Linked DNA regions of Anas platyrhynchos: region 1 is linked to region 2. Evidence: chromatin contacts called from public Hi-C data. All regions are on one chromosome and are shown on one strand. The core of a region is the stretch at or near the end of the contact, and the rest is flanking DNA. Distances in the headings are between cores, read along the strand shown. Region 1 holds the start of CIAO2B (cytosolic iron-sulfur assembly component 2B). Region 2 holds the start of CMTM3 (CKLF like MARVEL transmembrane domain containing 3).

What was found. A called contact is a pair of places that touch in the nucleus more often than the background predicts.
Region 1: a contact with region 2 is called in a Hi-C map of skeletal muscle, with 4 times the contacts expected there. The contact joins the promoter of CIAO2B here to the promoter of CMTM3 in region 2. A contact is called at or near these places in 3 of 8 Hi-C or Micro-C datasets (skeletal muscle and subcutaneous adipose tissue).

The regions. Positions count from the first base shown.
Region 1 is chr12:9,797,516-9,801,335 of IASCAAS_PekinDuck_T2T, forward strand. It overlaps CIAO2B (cytosolic iron-sulfur assembly component 2B), which reads right to left and starts at 1,482. Exons shown (of 5, transcript XM_072043968.1): 1 at 1,278-1,482; 2 at 1,075-1,152; 3 at 708-833; 4 at 230-275. The coding sequence starts at 1,415. It overlaps LOC101790993 (fatty acyl-CoA hydrolase precursor, medium chain-like), which reads left to right and starts at 2,365. Exons shown (of 14, transcript XM_072043957.1): 1 at 2,365-2,400; 2 at 2,930-3,008. The coding sequence starts at 2,380.
Region 2 is chr12:9,532,939-9,536,728 of IASCAAS_PekinDuck_T2T, forward strand. It overlaps CMTM3 (CKLF like MARVEL transmembrane domain containing 3), which reads left to right and starts at 1,642. Exons shown (of 5, transcript XM_027466761.3): 1 at 1,642-1,832. The coding sequence starts at 1,719. CMTM4 (CKLF like MARVEL transmembrane domain containing 4) reads right to left here. Exons shown (of 5, transcript XR_005268908.2): 4 at 3,226-3,523.

The DNA of each region.
Region 1 (3,820 bases), core at 232-2,731, 260 kb after region 2:
ATCAGTAACTACATGAGAGCACAGGTTGTCCACGGAGATGTTAAAGTAAAGTAAAAAACATTTCTAAATTTCATTATTACACATGCCTGTTCTGTAACATTCCCCAGAAGGGGCTTGGTGCATGTAAAGTGCCAGATACTAAACAGCTGCTCTGCAGGTGGAAAAACTTATCTTCTAATTTTCAAGATTAATAAAAGAAAACCACACAGGAGAACACTAAAAAGCTTACCTGCATGCTCAGAGGCATGTGTTCCTGGTGTTATATGAACATCCATCTTAAAAAGCATCAAGAAAGAAAAGTGTCCAGTTAACAAAACATTGGAAGTTCAAAGTAAAACTATTTAATACAGAAAATACTGCAATAAGAAGACAAAACAAAAAAAAGATATTCTTGCCAATGCCAGATACTCTACACCGCAGCATAAAACCAGGTCTAAAATTAAAAAGCCTCAAGCTCTCCTCCCATGCCATGCTGTAGAGGCCAGCAGGTACCTTCCCATCATAACCCCACTCACCTGTGACATGGCCATCACAGAACTGGAACTCTGCAACCATTTTTCAGTTTAGTTCCTACCCCAATTCCTAGAGTGTTTCCCTTCCCCATAATACGAAAGAAAAAAGCTCCGGTTATTTTATGCTGTAAGTTAGTTAGCCGCCTTTTAAACACCATTCCTCCCTTGTGCTTTCCAGAGTGATTCATTACTCACCTTAAATCTCTCGGGCAGAGATCTGATCAATTTTACTTTGATGGACAGGCCAATTAACGTTGCCATGCTGCAGTGGGGAATCGTGGGGGTGAACTCCACTGCCACGGTGCTCTCGGCATCGTTCACCTGTCGGAAAGCAAGCAAATAATTGCTGTGTGCAAAGCTGCACCCCAGCTAGCTGGAGGCACATTGTGCACAACACAGCTCGAAGCTGTGCTTTGCTGCGCGTGGGTTCTTCACTGCTTTGAGGACTGTTTAAATGCAGTAGGTAGCTAATAACAAACCTCATGGCACAAAACCGAACAACCAAACATCCCCACACAAACAAACAACCAGAAACAAAGCAAAAGAGAGAACAAAACCTCACTTTAACTCGAACTTGCTCAACAACATTCAGCTCCTCCAGAGTGAGGGGGTGCTCGGGATCGTTGATGGAGCGGATGAGATGTGTCAGGTTAAGGAAAGGGCCCCGCGCTGTGTCCTGTCCCTATCCCTGTCCCTGTCCCTGTCCCAGTCCCCCTGTCCTGCATCCTGCCCTGCCCCGGCCTGCCCCGGCCTTCCCGTCAGGATATCGAAGATCTCCCGGTCGTCGATGGAGTCGGGCAGCTCGTCGTCCTCCTCCCTCGCCGTCACGGGCCGCTCCCCGGAGCGGCGGTAGATGAGGGGGTTGGCGTTCTCCAGCGGCGCCCCGCCGGCCGGGCCCACCATGGCGGGAGGCGGCGGAAGGAGCCCGGCCGCCCTTCCCCGCCGCACCGGACGGGCGGAGCCGCGCTGAGGGGAGCGGGGCGGCCCCGCTGCCGCTGCGGGAGCGCCCTCGTGTGGGCGAGCGACGTGCACAACCCCCGGAACGGCGGGAACGTGGTCTGCTGTATGGCTGATTTCTCCTCACAGAACGAGTGATGTGTTGGGTTTTGTGGCTGTTGCCCAGGTGACACCTTGCTGCCTGCATCAGGTCGTAGTTATCGGTAGTAAAACACCTCAGGCTGCCGGAGGTGGATTCCCCGGTGGCTAGCAGAAATAAAAGCTCGGATCCCGTGTTGCTGATAATAGTATTTGTGTAATAGATGCTGGCATAGGTGTCTAAACTTCTTTGGCAGCCATTTGACACCTGCCACTAACAGGACCATTTCAGATACCACCAGTGTCCGTGCAGCACATCTTACTCTGACAGTTCAGTTAGCTGATTAGCTGCAAAGTCAGGTTTAGAAAGCATGCGCTTTTCTCTCTGTGTTGGTATTGTTGCTGTTGTAGGCAGTTCTTTTAATTCAGAATCACAGAATCACAGAATTTCTAGGTTGGAAGAGACCTCAAGATCATCGAGTCCAACCTCTGACCTAACACTAACAGTCCCCACTAAACCATATCCCTAAGCTCTACATCTAAACGTCTTTTAAAGACTTCCAGGGATGGTGACTCCACCACCTCCCTGGGCAGCCCGTTCCAGTGCCTCACAACCCTTTCAGTAAAGAAGTTCTTCCTAACATCTAACCTAAAACTCCCCTGGTGCAATACTATAATAAAAGTGCATATCGATTTTTTTTTTCTCTTTTCCTTTGTGCTCATTTGTTCTTTGGCATATTTAATCAATGTAAATCACTATAAATTAAATAGCAAGGTATTTAATTGCTAATACATCTGATACTACATTTGTTGGCTGAAGAAGGAGAGGAAAATGCTGGTCCACGCTGCTGAGGTGAGTAAGAATTGTTAATTTGGGACTCACTCAGAGTTCATTTAAGCTGATCGAATCCCACTGCCTGCTTTTGTCTTTTGAATCAGTCATTTTTACATTGAAAGGTCATAAAAGTAAGTTTTCTAGCCCATTCTTTGGAGGTTTTAGTGACCCAATACCGTATGTAGACTTCTCATTTTGGGCATCTGCATTAGACCAGGTAAGCGTTAACTTTGTATTCCATATAAAAATTGAGTGACTAAATTTGAACCAAAGTGTGATAAGAGGATAACTGATTTATATCAGATAATAGACAGTGCTAACTCTGATTTACACTGTGAATTCATTTTCTGAGAGTTATTTCAATATCTAGTCATTGAGATGAAGACAAAGGGTGGAAATCTGGGTTTTAAATTTAAAAATATCTTGTGTTAAAAGAAACTTGGGAAAATGGGATTTTTTGTGTCAGAATGCCATTCACTTGGAAGGAGTCTCATTTTCCTTTCTTTAATATAGACCTCACCTCCTACTTACATCTTTTCATTTTCAGATTGAACTGGAACAAAATAACTGCAACAGAAAGAATTTTACAGAAAGACTTGAGGGAAGTATTAAAAATAAGAGGCAAGGTATGTCCTACAATGCATGTTTGAACAGTTCCGAGTGAAATTTGTGAGAAATTGTCACACATCTCCACAACTAGCACAACACAGAGACTTAAGAACTATATAAGAAACGGCAAATAGCTCTGAATTCTCTTGCACTGTAATTTTCAGATCATTCATGATCAGGATTGGATAACAATTAAGTAAGTTACACTAAGGGATTGTATTTACATTTCATATCAATTACAGCTCTGAAAGTGCTTAATGCAGTGTATGTTTGGAAGGGAATTTAGCTGCACTCCCTACCAAGAGGGCAGTCCTTAGGGACCTTTGTACTAATATCTTCCATTTAAAAACAGGAACAATATCTGGAATGCAAGTAGGGGAAAAAATGTCTCCTCAAAGCCAGATTTTTTTGCTTTGTACCTTGGTTTGTAGTATAACATTTATCACTTGTGGAATAGAAGGTGAGATATACAATCTTTTGTAACTGCTGATGGGGAAGCAACTGCATTAGCAAGTTAAAGGGTTGTCGTTTTCAAAGGCAGTACATTTCTCATACTTGTGTTAGCAATCTGCAAAAGTATCCTAATAATCTCAATGCAAAAGTGACTGTTTTTGTGGGAGGAAACCAATTCTGAGATGGTTTTATGAAAATAACAAAAGACCTTGTTTCTTAAATAGTAGAAATCAGAACATTTCTGAATTACCTAAACTATTTTGAAAATCTTTTATTGGATGGTAAATAGAAGACGTTAATGATTTAGACAGTTACTGTTTTCTCTGAAATTGTTTTAAAGATTTATAATGTTGCTCAGTGAATAAACTGTCCTACC
Region 2 (3,790 bases), core at 392-2,891:
CCAAAGTCGTATTTTTAAACACTGATGTACATTTTCTTTGAATTCAAATGTTTCCAGTTCAGCGTTCCTGACAGGAGGAGCACTATTACTTTCTTCCTAGGCTTGTTTCTACAAATGCTGACTGCTCTGGGCCAGAAGTTAGATAGTTGTTAGACGCAGAATGATTTTCTTTTTGGATAAAAGCATTGTCTTTTTTAATACAGCATCATTAGCTTCACTTTCAAGGAGAATATTTCTAGCTCTTCAGACAAACATCAGAAAAAGACAGGGTGTAGACTGCTGTATGAAAGGTTGATGGGATTTAAATACCTAATTTATCAGCTGTCTTAAATCATAAACAGATTTAGAAGGCCAGAAGCACCTTGGGCAGATACAATTACTGCTTCTTTGAGGCACAGCAGATGAGTCACTACAGCAAAAGATAGAGGTTCTAAGAGAAAACTAACATTATCGTTATTTTTGCAGGTGCTTGGTTTTGTATTGCTTGTTCTCTGTGTTGTTGATGCAGTTCTTCTTTTCCAGAAGATTAGCATCAGTGGACCAAGAGAAAGGAATGGTTCTGCAAAATAAAATTACTATCTCAGCAAAAGAATAATTTCTTAATTGATTATTGTTAAACTGTTCTCTTTTAAATAATTTGTATTTTCATGTCTTTATCTTTGAATTTCCTGTGCATTTCTCTACATTTTTTGCAAGTATTGTTCATAAGTATTATTACATCTGTATGTAGTTTCAAGTGTTGCAGTTTCACCAGTTTATACTTCACAAAAAATTCTCGTGTATTTCTAAACTGAACTACATCTTCATCTAGATGAAAATTAATTTAATAATTGTCTTTCTGTAATAAAAAGATTTACAAATGGCCCTGAATGCATTATTTAACGTTATTTGTTAAGTGTACTTAGAAGGAGAAGCTATCAGCAAACATCTTAGGAACAAATTTTTTTCACCCTTCATTGTGTTCCCCACTCCACAGGTGGTGAGCATCAGCCTGTGTAAATGTTTTATTGAGACCTTTTGATCCCCGAATTTTCATTTTTATGTTTGTGAGTGTTGGAAGTAACTTCCACAACAATCGCAGTGATGCTGCAGTGTTAATATGCAATGAAGGTAGCAGATAAAGTGAAGTTTGTGTCTTCCATCACAAACTATTACAGTGTGTGTAAGGGTTGCTGCTACAACTGACTTCATGCTCAGGAAGCCCATTCATAAATTTAGGCATCAACTGAGCAAATCTGAGCATTCAAATTAAAGGGCAAGCACCGGTGTGAGGGACAGTTTCAAGGCAGAGGCAGCACAATAGCCAAAAGCTGCGGAAAGGGAACTTGCAGCAGAGCACTTGGTGAGGTACCGAGCTGCGGGCAGGGCAGGGAGAGGCCGCCTGGGCTACCCAGCACAGGAGAAAAAAACAGCAGGAGTGCAGGGGGAAGGTGAAGCCGGGGGGGACGAGGCGCTGAGGGGAGAACCGAGGTGCTGGGGGGGGCGCTGCCCCCTCAGGCTCCCTCCCGCAGCCACCGCGGGGCAGCCGGCGGATCCCGCCCCCCGGGGGCCCCCACCCCTCGGATTTGGGGATGCTGAAACTTTTTTTTTTTTTTTTCACGTTTCCGCATTGTCACGATTTCCGCTTCCCTCCTTCAAAAAAAAAAAAAAAAAAAAAAAAAAAAGCAGCAGCCCGAGCCGCCCGCGCTCCTCCTCGCCAGCCCGCGGCCGCCGCAGCCATGGAGGAGCCCGAGCCGGGGGCCGAGGCCGCCGCCCCGCCGGGGCTGCGCTCGCTGCTGCCGCCGCGGGACTTCCTCGGCTCCCGCAAGGGGCAGCTGCTGCTCGCCGAGTCGGTAAGGGCCGGGGGTGGGCAGCAAGGGCCGGGGGGGGCTGCAGCCTGCGGGTGCCGCGGCCCCGGTGCAGGCAGAGCCCGCTGGGGAAGCGGGAGAGGGGCCGGAGCAGCACCCTGTGCGGTTTTAATTTCAGTCTGCCCCACGGTGCGCACAGGCAGCACAGTGCCCGGCTACACGCGGTAAGTGCTGGTGCTAGCACGGGGCACAAGGCAGCCTGTGGTGCCTGCTGCAGATCGAACTCGGTAATTGGGGATGGGCGCCCTGCTGCAGGGGAGCGCAGCCTCCAGCCTGCGGGGCTGAGCTCCCCCACACCCGTCTGTCCCTGGCCACCCAGGACACAGGGGCTCACCCAAAGGCAGTCATTTAATGTTAACGTACCGAATAGCACAGAACAAGCTTGCTCTAGAAAAACTGCTCCCGTAGAACTACACTGTGGTTTTCCTTAGGGTCAAGTAGTGAGGTCTGGGCTGGCAGTAATTACAGGCCTTTGCCCATCAAGGGCTTCAAGTGTTACACCAACAAGCAAAACACCAGAAAGCCTGACAGATGAACAGTTGGCGGGTGGCAGGCAAAGAGGGAATATATCCACAGGGGTAGCGGGTACTTAGAAAGCAAAAGTTAAACTGAAAGTTAAGTGATTGAAATGACTTTTAGCATCTTTAAACTTCTCAATTTCCGAACACAAAGTTTTCTGCAATTTTAGCAGGAGATTGACAGTTTTGACAGCAGGTAGCCAAACACCAAGACCACCCAAACCAGGGATCGGTATGTTTAAGATCTGTAACATGTCTGTGGCTATCCCCTGCGCTAACCCAGAGGAGGAAATAAGGCAATTCAAGCAAGAGAAAGGAAAGGGCCAGCAGCACAGGCGGGCTCCTGGCTGCCCTACACTGTGCAGTGCCCATGGTGATGGGTGATGGCACGGGGCCAGGCAGCCCTTCCCCATCGGCTCCTGTGAACCTTTGGTCTGTGGGCACAGTCCTGGGGCAGGCAACAAGGGGAAGCAGCCTGGCGCTGTAGGACTGGCATTGAGAGGAGCCTGCTTGTTCAGGAAGTGAGGGCATTTTCTGCGGTGGGGAATCCACGCCTGGGGCTGGGTAGCCGCAAGTCACGGGGCATGTTAGCTCTGCTGGGAAGCCTTAAAACTCCACATAGCCCCGCTCCCTATTCATACAGCATCTGCAGCTGACAAGAAACACATTTAGATGATATGCAAGCCCAACCAACTTTGTTCCTTTGGCACCTATTTTTGTTATGCACTATGACATGTACTGGAATTCCGCATAAAAGCTCACAGCCAGCAAATTATAACTTTCAAGGTGCCTGGCTTTTTAACATTTCTGATGGGTGACATATTTGAGGAATACTATTCTAGTCATGGGATCAGACTTACCCTTCTGTTGACAGAGAGAAGTACTGATTATGCCTCTCCAAAGTAATAAAAACTGCTCTGTCCTGACACAATAGGGATTTATCCTTTGTAAGGCCATTTAGGGCTTCCTGAGGGTTTGGCGGACTGAAAGCAGCTCTAAGATCCATCTGTCAAAGCTGCAGTGTAAGCTTTCTGTGAGCTCCTTGCAGGCCAGCCCACATGTTTAGGATGACGTTTCTTGGCAGCGGGGAGGCAGCAGTAGTTTCTCTCCAGTAGCATCAGCTTTGCCAGAAGAAATCCCTGAAAACAACGCAGACCCCTGAAAAAAAAAAAGTCTGTATACAATTAAAGAAATACAGTGCCAGATATTTGAAGATGAGTCCAAGTTAAATCTATCATAGTTGAAATCTGTGTTTCAGCTTTAGCTTTCCATTGGTTGCATTAAAACGTCTGATTCCTGCTCTTTGACTGTACTAGGGTTGGGTGAGGTCCTGCATAAATGCATGTAAATTGTATTCGTGGGATGCAGATTTTGAACAGCATCTTTTATTCAGAAACAAAATGGGTTTCTCATTATTGCTACTGA